Regions from separate parts of the Sus scrofa genome. Here region 2 is linked to region 1. Evidence: chromatin contacts called from public HiChIP or PLAC-seq data. All regions are on one chromosome and are shown on one strand. Each heading gives the region's core, a stretch centred on a gene start, on an enhancer-like site or on the middle of the called end of the contact. The rest is flanking DNA. Distances are from core to core; before and after follow the strand shown.

Region 1 (5,121 bases), core at 836-3,335:
TTTTGCTCTGCCCAACATAGTAGTCACTAGCTATCTGTATCTATCTATTCACACACACACACAGTACTTGAAATGTGGTTAGTGTGATTCAGGAACTGAAATTTTTATCTTACATAATTTAATCTAATTTAGATTTAAACTGAAATAGCCGCAGGTGGCTAGCAGCTCCCTTTGGGACAAAGAAGCCAGAGGAAACCTTCGGCTCTCAGAGGAGGAAACAGCATAAGGTAGGATTAAGTCTTCCAGCTCACAGGGATGTGGGTTCAAATCCCCTTCTGCCACTTACTAGCTATGTGGCCAAGCCCAAGATATTTAGCTTCTTGAAGCTTTGGTTTCTTCTTTTATAAAACAGAGATAATAATGGATTCCAGACAAATACGCTGTGAAAGGAATGAAATAAAGCTCTGTTTGGTCTATTGCATGATGAACGCTCTGTCCATGAAGGGATTGAGGGGTGTCTTTCTCTGATTAATCCATTCTTTCATTCACCATGATGTCACATCTAAAACTGAGTGAAAGGAGAAAAAGGGTGGGAATTGCGGGAGGGAGGAGCCAGGGAAGAAAGGCAGTTTTGCCTACTTGATGTTTTTCCCAGGGCTGTCCCTGTCTGTGTGTGTGTGTGTGTGTGTGTGTGTGTGTGTGTGTGTGTGTGTGTCTGTGTGTGTGTGTTGTTTGACTGATTGGGTCAATTACACAAGATCTAGCTAGATATTCAGATGCCCTCAGATGTGTCTGTGTTGTGTAATTTTCCTGGCCTTGTAAAGGAACAGATCTGACTGGTCAGGGATTTTACTGGAGGCATCTACGCTGAGATTTACAGTTGATGAGAAACAAGGGCAGGTTCCTTGACATTCTATGGCCAATGTGCCTGCAATCTGAAACCTCAGGATGATACTTTCTGTGCTATTTAGCTGGTATTTTCTAGGTACAATAATTAAACAGAGACCAATCGCCAAACTCAAGTGAAAGCAGTCGATGAGAAAGTCAGTCTCCAATTCCTTCTGCTCCTAAAGATGCCAACTGTGAGTAATTCCTGTCACCTCCATCTTAATACATAGCTTCCTATCCGTCTGACCCTTGCAAACATCATTTAAATCACTTGGAGGATTTTTTTTAAAGTCTCAATGCCCAGGCTATACCTAATACAACTAATCAGAAATGCTGAGGGTGGGCTCCAGGCATCAGAATGTTTTAAAGCCTCCCAGATGATTCAAATGTGTGACTATGTCTCAGCACAAAGAGTTTAGAGGGACGGATCTGGGTAGAGACTAAGAGTTAAGTCCATGGGACGCCCTGATCTATACCATCCATTCAAGGGCTTCATCAGCTCACGCTGATGTTCTGTTTAAGCTCACACTGTTTACTGCAACGAGAATACTTCTCAATCGACACGCTCTTTAATAAAGTCTAATTTGGGCCATTTCCACATTGTTAGTGTTGACAGGGAAAGTCCCCACTGAATTGATGATGGGAGGGGTTGGTGCTTGAAAAATCAAGCCTTGAAGTATTAAGCCGGCTTCCGGAGCCCAAAAACCAACGGAAGAGCTGCTTCAACGACTTCTAGATGCTGCCACCTGGTGGGGCCTGCGCCCAACTCGATCACCGCTCCTCATTCTTGGAATCCCGGCCCCTCCCCCAAAGAGGGGTAATTTAGGAAAATGTCATGCATTTTCAATCCAATTTTCTGGGCCCTTCCACATTGATCAGACTTCCTTCTCCCCCCACCCACCCCCAATTTGGTTAATATAATTGTTGCTTTCACATGGTGAAGCCATTTTAGGTAATAGCTTTGTTTGTTACTATGGTTACAAGTTAGCAGTACTTTGGACTATAAATCTATCATTTGCAAAAGGCAGCTTTCTTTTTGTCAAGGTGCAGTCCTCACGTGTGTTGAAAAGCAAGCTGAGTAGCAGCATTCATCTGCTGCCTTAAGGAAAGTGGCCTTTCTTGGCCAGATTCTATTTGAAAGTCCTCTGAGTCTCGCGTTAGACACTCCTAGGAAATTCCTGGATGCTGTCCCACTTTCTCCCTCAGGGGATGTTCCTGCCTGAGCCGGGCACCCAGAAGAAGAGCTCGCTGGGAGAAAGTAGGAAAAGTGGCTGTGCGGCAGCTCTGGCTGCCAGACCAAAGCCCTCCTGTGACACAGCTGGAGTGGTTACTAGACTGTTGGCTTTTGGCCGATGTATTTCTCAGCTAAAGGCAAGGGTTGAGAACATAATCTCTCAGGAGTTAAATTTCTTTGGGTGTAATCTCTTCCTCTCATGCATCTGAAGTATAGCCCCTTATTTCCTCATGGAAATGAGAGTTATAATCCCCCTTTAGAAAAAAATAGCCCAAGTTCAGAGCTGGGTTCAACGTGCCACCCTCAAGTGACAAAGCGTGACCAGCATGACTGTGTCTCTGCTTTGACCATGCTTCACACCCAGCTGAACCAGACCCAGCCCTCAGAGGGCAGAAGCTGAACGGCCTGAGAAGTGGGGTTTTCCTCCTGGCCCTGGTCAAGGATAACCTTGGAGATGGCCGAGGGTTTACTGCACCCTCCATGTGCCTAACCCCAACTAATCCTCACAACAAGCCTAGGGGGTGTGTGCCCCCAGCATCCGACATCACTCTCATTTTACCCAGGAGGAAACCGAGGCTCAGAGGGATTAAGCACCATCCTCAAATCACACAACACGTCAAGGGCTAAGCCCAGACTCATCCTCTTTGGAAGCCAAATTCTGCTTTCATTCTAAGAAGTACTTGCTGCCAACTCCACAGAGACTCACTTTCCAGATTCAAAGAGGAGGGACCAGGAGAACAGAAAGAACAGGGCCCATCAAGGTCTCCACGGAGGCCTTCATCAAGCCAGGCAGAACAAACTCCATCTTCCCTCTTCAGGAGAAAGTTACTGCCTGGGTAGCTCACTGGTGAATTTCCAATGGCTACTCATTAGCTAGCCCTGTCATTTAAAATGATTGTCACAGGGAAGGAACATATTTATGCCACTCACATGGCAGGATAATTTGCAGTTATATAATTTCATGGTAATTATCATCGGAATTGCCAGGTAGAAACTAGGCACTTTGGAGGTGTATGTTCACCAACAACTGGCTACCCTGGAATTCCCCATTAGTGACATGTGAAGTTGAGGCCTTGTAAGAGAGGTCATAAATTATGAGGGACTTCACCTTTGCATTGCAATTGAAAAGGCAGGAACCTCAGAGATACCAGGAATATTTTTCTCATCTTCTTCTGGCAGGCGACGATGCAGTTGTGCAGGTTTATCCTGTTTGTGGGCATGACTGGGGTGCCCTGGTGATAGGGAGGGGGCAGAAAGAGATGTGTGAGCTTTAGGGTGCAAGCGCTGAGCCATTCCAGGCTCGCCTCTAAGCCAGGGCACAGGAGGGAAATACCAACCTGTGAAGCAGTGAGTGATGAAACTCAGAGAACCTTTGCTTGGGCTGACGGCGCAGAGGCATCATGGGGCTGAATTACTGCCTGAATGGTCATGTGCTGTATGGGACCAGGGGATATAAGTTGGAGAAAGGACACCAGGAGAGGAGATGGTGGATTCTACATATTAGGGATGCTATGAAAGGCATGCGGCTCATACAACATGTACTGGGCATGCACCACCCTACCCCTCTCCTCTCCCACCTAAAACAAAAATAATCCCAGGTCTGGTTTTCTGGGCAGCAGTGTCCTCCTTGCCCATTCCTCTGCATCCCCTTCAGCTGACACCTCTGAGGCTGCTCTTATTGTTTGTAAGAGGGAGGCATGGGGAAGAGAAACCCACCCAACGTGACAGTTCCCAGCCCTTGGATGCTTCCCCACCGGTCACCTGCAGAAAAAGAGAAGCACTGCTTAGAATGGTAAGGGCGCCCTCACTCAGAGAAGAAACCCAGGGCCCAGAGAAGGTGAATGTGTGGGCCAAAGACACACAGCAGATAAATGGCAGGGCCAGGCCTGGAGTGCACACCCGTCACTGCCAGGTGATTTTCCACGATGCAACTCTGTCTCAAGGGAGGAGTTGTTGATGCTGTCAAACAGACCAGACTAAAAAATAATAGCTGGATGGGGCGTGTCTCTGCATCCATGATTAACGCTGCTCTGAGATCATTTTTTTTCCTTGCCTTTTTAAGTAACCTAATGTAAAGACTCAAGAGCAGACAGACCTTTGCTCCTCCTGAACTGAACTGCCTCCTACCACGAGATAAAGGCAACACTCCAGCCCACAATGATTTCCCTTTTCTCCTGGCTGCCAGGAGGCTCAGAGCTACATTGTGGGCTCCTTTGCTCACATTTTCCTCAGGGAGGAGTTTTCACTATAATTTTCCTTTCCTCTCTTTCACTCGATACCTGCGTTTTACGTTAGGTAAATTGCTTTGATCTTTTTTTTAAATTTTATGGCCACAGCACATGGAAGTTCCCTGGCCAGGGATCGAACGTGTGCCTCCACAATGAGCCAAACTGCTGCAGTCAGTTTCTTAGCCCACTGTGCCACAGTGGGGACTCCTGTTTTGATCTTTTGGTACGTGTGCTTTCATCATAAAATTTCTGGGTGGAGGTGGGGCTACCAACTTATCATACATATAAATAAATAGTAATCTCAAACTTTGGAGTTCAATGACACAGGAAATAAAAGCTTCCAGAACGTACCATGCCCTCCAGCTCTATTCACATGAGACGTGCAAGAGGAGAAAATTTCAGTTTTAGGGAAAAGAAATGAGAGACAGTTTCCCTTTATCAGCCAGAAACACCATCTTGCCCCACAAAGCATTATATCCAGAAGAGTCAGAAGCAGAACAAAAGACTTCTGGAGACCTTAGAGCTGTGCAGTGTGGGGAGAGAACTACAAAAACTTTGATAAAAGAAAAGCAGCTGACAGCTCCTGGACACCTGCAGTGTGCCCAGTGTTGGGATCTAGCTAGCTATCATTTTATCATCCACCTCGATCATCCTTCTAGTGCACTTTTTTCTAATTTTTCTCCCAAATTGCCATCATCACCCTTACTCTTACAGAGAAGGAAGCAGAGTTTCAGCATTATTATTTTCAAGGTCAAGTAATAACCTTGAAAATGGGGCTTGAACCCATCCTACTTGTAACTGACACCAATGTTTCCTTCTACTGTGTCACTC
Region 2 (5,121 bases), core at 1,118-3,617, 180 kb before region 1:
CAGCAAACAGAAGTAAGATACCTACTGTGAAGTGGAAGATGAGTGAACTTCAATCCTGCTATCACTTTGCTGAGTCTAGCAAGGGTGGGAAACATTGGCTTGTGTAAAGGGTGACTGATGTTGACAAAAGAAGTGTAAGTAAGCCTAGTGAGCAAATCTGCCCATCCTCCTGCCCAATATTATTTGGCATGAGTCTGATTGTAAGCCCAAATCTAGTGGGAAGTCCTGCCAGACACAGCTTATGCACCTCCTGCTTTGGCTTAAAGGTCTCCATGTCATGCATGTGTGACCAGGAAAATAAGAGTCACAGCCTCTGTCTCCCTCCTGCCCTCCACGGAGAAGATAACCTCAGTTCAATGTAATCCTGGGCCTGATTATTCCAATGAGAGTAATGGACTGAGGATGAAGGAGACCAAAAGGAGCTGAGACTGTTTGACTGGTTCACACTCGTGAAACCAGACCCATAGAAGATGTAATGATAGGTTTGGAAGGTAAGAGGTAGGTCAGGAAAAGTTAAGAATCAGAAGCTACTGATTCTTAACTTTTTTGAGGAAGGGGAGTGATTAGGATAGTTGTTGGTGATGGGTGGCATTTTGGGGAGCTAGATTAAGAGATTTTTCAGGAAATCTTCTGTAAGCTTTTTTTTTTCTTTTGTCTTTTTTTTTTGCCTTTTCTAGGGCTGCTTCCCATGGCATATGGAGGTTCCCAGGCCAGAGGTCTAATCGGAGCTGTAGCTGCTGGCCTATGCCAGAGTCACAGCAACATGGGATCCGAGCCGTGTCTATACCACAGCTCATGGCAACGCCGGATCCTTAACCCACAGAGCAAGGCCAGGGATCGAACCCGCAACCTCATGGGTCCTAGTCAGATTCGCTAACCACTGTGCCAAGACGGGAACTCCTGCTATAAGTTTATAGATGAAATCCTTCCTCTAGCATTTTCTGAAAAACTATAATAAAGATGCAAATTGCTATAAAATTTTTTTTGGAAGTAAATATGTGCTTCTTTGGAAGTGACACTGTGCTAACACTGGGGACACAAGGCAGCTTCGTTTTATACGGGTTACATCTAAAAACCTGTGTTGTTTGCCTTGAGCTCTCAGTTTCCAGAGGGCAGGGATCCATATCCATGTAGCTGATCTGGTTATACCCCAGGAGGCATCTAAAAGCTCTCAGGTAGGAGGCTGAATTCGAGTCCTGGTTCACTATCCTACTAGCTGTGTGACCCAGGACACGTCACTCCCTGAATTCTGTGTCCTCACGTTACACCGTGAGCAATGGTGGTGACACCTGCCTGCACCTTGGGCTTCTGGGAGGATCAAATAAGTACGTATGAGCATACTCTGTGACCTGTAAAGAGCTACCCACATCATCCCTTGGTATGACCTCTTATATGGCAGCATATTCAGTGACTTACTTACTGTAACTAATGATAACAATGGCAGCTGGCATGGGGCCAGGACTGATTCTGCCCAGGGCTATAAGCAAGTCCTCTCTACCCCTTCCTGGTATGTCCTCTGTCTTGGGAGCCAGGGAGGAATAAACTCAGTCCTTGGAAATCTACTGGGAACTGCACAACTTCCCTACCTCATTTCACCCAGGGCCTCCACCACTGATTAAATGGAAATGCTGGAGGGCGTGATGGGCCCAGGCCAGGATTCTGTTGAATCCAGCCTGTGCTCAGCCACCACGCCCTGTGCTGATGGTGACTTCACCCGCTGGCTCCCCTCTCAATGGACAGAGTTCTCTGAAAGGCCATTTTGTGACTTGTCCTGGGAGCACTTCATTCATGCTGGCTGCAGTTCTTTCCCTTTCTGCTCAAAATTAACCCTACTCAGCCCAAAGCAGCCCCAAAGAATCTGAATGAGACAGTGACGAGTGAGGGCCTTGCACAATCCAAGTTTGTTTCCAGGGGAGTTTTCTCTGCTTTCCAGGATTCCAATGGAATCCCATCCAACCAACCGCGGAGGCAATGGCTTGGCGAGAGCCAGGGGCCCGCCCCTCATGGAGGTCTCTCCCTGTATGTCTCTGTTCCTCCAAAGAGCTGTACCTCCCTATGGAAAGGAAGCCAGACACATGTCTACCTGCTGCCTCAGAATCTGATCCTGCCTTGTTGTTTTTAGTAGCTGAGACCAAAGGCCTGGCTCATTCTCTCCTTGGTTTAAGGCAAGAGTCCTTGCAACGGATTTTCCTGAGAGGCGGCCCAGAGGCTGGTGCGACAAGGAGCTGGCCTGCTTTTCTTTGCCTCGGCCTGGCCAGTTCTGCCCTCGCCCTGAGCCAGGCCAGCAGGAATCAGGGCCCAAAGCAGCACCAAGACCTTGAATTAAGACACAGGCAACTCATTCCACTTTCCTGGCCGCCTCGATGCATCTGTCTTGTCGGCCTGTGTCTCAAGCTCTTGAGCGATTCCAGCTGCTGAGCCGGGCCTGTGGACGTAGTGACATTTGGTTTCTGTTAGCACACAACAGATCAGTGTGTTCACCTGTTCATTTTTTCCCTCCTGCACAAGGAGGGGAACAAAGGCAGCCAAAACCTGATGCTGCTGATTTGGAGATTTCCCATTTCGTTTCGGTGACTTCATGCCTTGGCCTGGCCTCTGCTGGATCTTCCAAAACCACTTTATTTCCTGTGTATTTCCAGCACTTGGCCAAAAAGAATGTACAGTATGAAAAAAATGTCTGCTGCCCTCAATTGCAGAGACCCTCTGGAAAAAAATATCTGGAGGGCTTTTAAATAAAAGAAATAATTACAACTGCTGAGTGCCTTACAGAATCTATGAAACTCGACCTTTTCCAAAATATCATAGTATTTCCTGTGGCTTCTGTAGACTAAGCCTTCATGGATTTAGAAGTATGTGTCCAACACAGTCTCTGGGCTCCATTTTTTAAAAACCAAAAGTCAGATGTGAAAAGCACAAATATATCCTTTTGGAGGACAACATCCCAAAAGGTGTTAAGCTAAAACCCAGCTGGAAAAATATAGGCTGCCAGCTGTCGGGGTGGTGGGCCATGTGCATTTATTTTATTTTATTATTATTTTTTTTTAATGAATGGAAGTTTGATTTTCCAGCTTGCCGCCCAGTTGTATGTAGCTTTTCAGATGCTGAACATGGCAGGTATGCCTTGCAGCTGTGCACAGTCACAGCTTACAACTCTATGGTGGGTGGAGAGTGGTTTATGAGCCTTGAGAATCATAAATTCTAGGCTTAGAACTCTCTGTATAAACATGGTTAAAAGTTGGAAGGGGGGAGAGAGAAAACATTCTGACCTTAAACTACCTATGATCAGTGATCCAGACTCCTGGTAGCCTTTCCCAAGAGAAAACTGAAACCTTTTGAAACAGAAACTCAAGGAGAGAGAAGCTTCTAGTGGCTTTCCGGAAGAGGTAAAGATTTCAGGCTTGGGTTCACTGTGCGTGACTATTTCTCACTAAGTCTACGTGTGGACAGACAAGATGAAATGGAGGGTGGTACAATTAACTGGACACTTAAACCTACTAGACCATCTCCAACATGTGGTCCTAAAAACCTCCCTTGGTGGCGTTGCAAAAATAATTCGGATTATTATTTTAACTTTATACTGTGGATTGCCCACTTGAATTAAGTTTGTGGAATGAGGGACTCTGTTTCCAGAGAGGAGAAATCGAATTCTATAGCAAAGGAGTCTGAATCGACTAGTGAGCACAAACTCACTAATTAACTCCAGTGAACGAAGCCCCAGGCTCAATTGTGAATGGGTGGCCATTTGTCTTCACAGCCCCCACCCTCCTCTTGTGCTTCCCTCAAACCCTAACTAGAGACCCTCCCTTTAAAGCTTGGTAGCGTCCCAGGCTGGGAAAAGTCACTTACTCAACTTAAAACTTACTTAGGAATTTTCTTCTCTAAGAAACCAATGACATAATTTCCGTTGAGGTGAGAACAGCTGACTATGGTCCGCCTCGCAGGGAATAGACATGTTTTAATCGCCAAGGGAGAGTCCCCTCTCCCCCCCAAAAAAAGCCAGGCTCCTGGGAACCATGGTGAGCTGATCAAAAAGATGTTTTAAATGGGAGATGGGAATATCTAAGCCTCCTCATCCACTAGCTTCAGGGAAGCAGCATTCCCAAGAGACAGAAGCGTAAGGAGGAATCTGCTTTTCTCTGTGGTGCAGAGTTCCAGGGATGGGTAGTAGAGCAAACACAGAGCAATGGACTGGAAAGAATTGACACCTCTTTATTTAACCTTGGCCTGTTAAATAGAGAAAGACTCTTCAGACACGGAGAAAAACAGCTAACCAGCCCCAACCACCTTCTAGAGGCACTTTATAAACTTCCTGTAGTTCAGGCTGCCTCCTCCATCTCAGGACTTCAGAATAGGTGAGGCTTGTTACCATGTGACACTGAAATCCCACTCCTGGGCATTTATCTGGACAAAATTCTAATTCAAAAGGCTACATGCACCCCTATGTTCGTGGTAGCAGTATTTACAACAGCCAAGACATGGACGCAACCTAAATGTCCATGAACAGAGGAGTGGATAAAGAAGATGTGGTACATATATACAAAGGAATATTACTCAGCCTTCAAAACTAATGAAATAGTGCTATTTGCAGCAACATAGAGATTATCATATTTAGTGAAGTCAGAGAAAGACAAATACTGTATGATATCACTTATATGTGGAATCTAAAAAAAAATGATACAAAGGAAATTATTTGCAAAACAGCAATAGACTCACAGACATGAAACACAAACTCGTGGTGGGAGAGGGAGATAAATTAGGAGTTTGGGATTAACACATACACACTATTATATATAAAATAGATAAACAACAAGGACCTACTGTATAGCACAGGGAACCAGGATAGAACATATCCTTTGGTAACCAATATCCTTTGGTAACTTTTTTTTTAAGGGCTACACTCATGGCATATGGAAGTTCCAGGCTAAGGGTCAAATCGGAGCTGTAGCCACCAGCCTACACCACAGCCACAGCCACAACAGATCTGAGCCGCATCTGTGAACTACAGCACATCTCACGGCAACACTGGATCCTTAATCTACTGAGCAAGGCTGGGGATTGAACCTGGTCTTCATGGTTAGTAGTCAGTTTCGTTTCCACTGAGTCACGATGGGAATTCCGTCC

What was found. HiChIP or PLAC-seq counts read pairs in DNA pulled down with a chosen protein or histone mark.
Region 2: a contact with region 1 is called in an H3K27ac HiChIP or PLAC-seq map of skeletal muscle. The contact joins two enhancer-like sites. A contact is called at or near these places in 1 of 47 Hi-C or Micro-C datasets (heart right ventricle) and 1 of 2 datasets of contacts at active chromatin or transcription factors (skeletal muscle).

Annotation. Positions count from the first base shown.
Region 1 is chr1:111,036,010-111,041,130 of Sscrofa11.1, reverse strand. All of the region lies in intron 1 of RORA (nuclear receptor ROR-alpha), which reads right to left. Among named protein-coding and RNA genes, the nearest start is that of RORA, 320 kb to the right of the region's middle. Within about 2 kb of position 2,085, at least 6 of the 83 cell types and tissues checked have an H3K27ac peak or open chromatin away from gene starts, as enhancers often do. A contact at or near this core is called in skeletal muscle, where this site is marked.
Region 2 is chr1:111,213,992-111,219,112 of Sscrofa11.1, reverse strand. All of the region lies in intron 1 of RORA (nuclear receptor ROR-alpha), which reads right to left. Among named protein-coding and RNA genes, the nearest start is that of ICE2, 270 kb to the left of the region's middle. Within about 2 kb of position 2,367, at least 22 of the 83 cell types and tissues checked have an H3K27ac peak or open chromatin away from gene starts, as enhancers often do. A contact at or near this core is called in skeletal muscle, where this site is marked.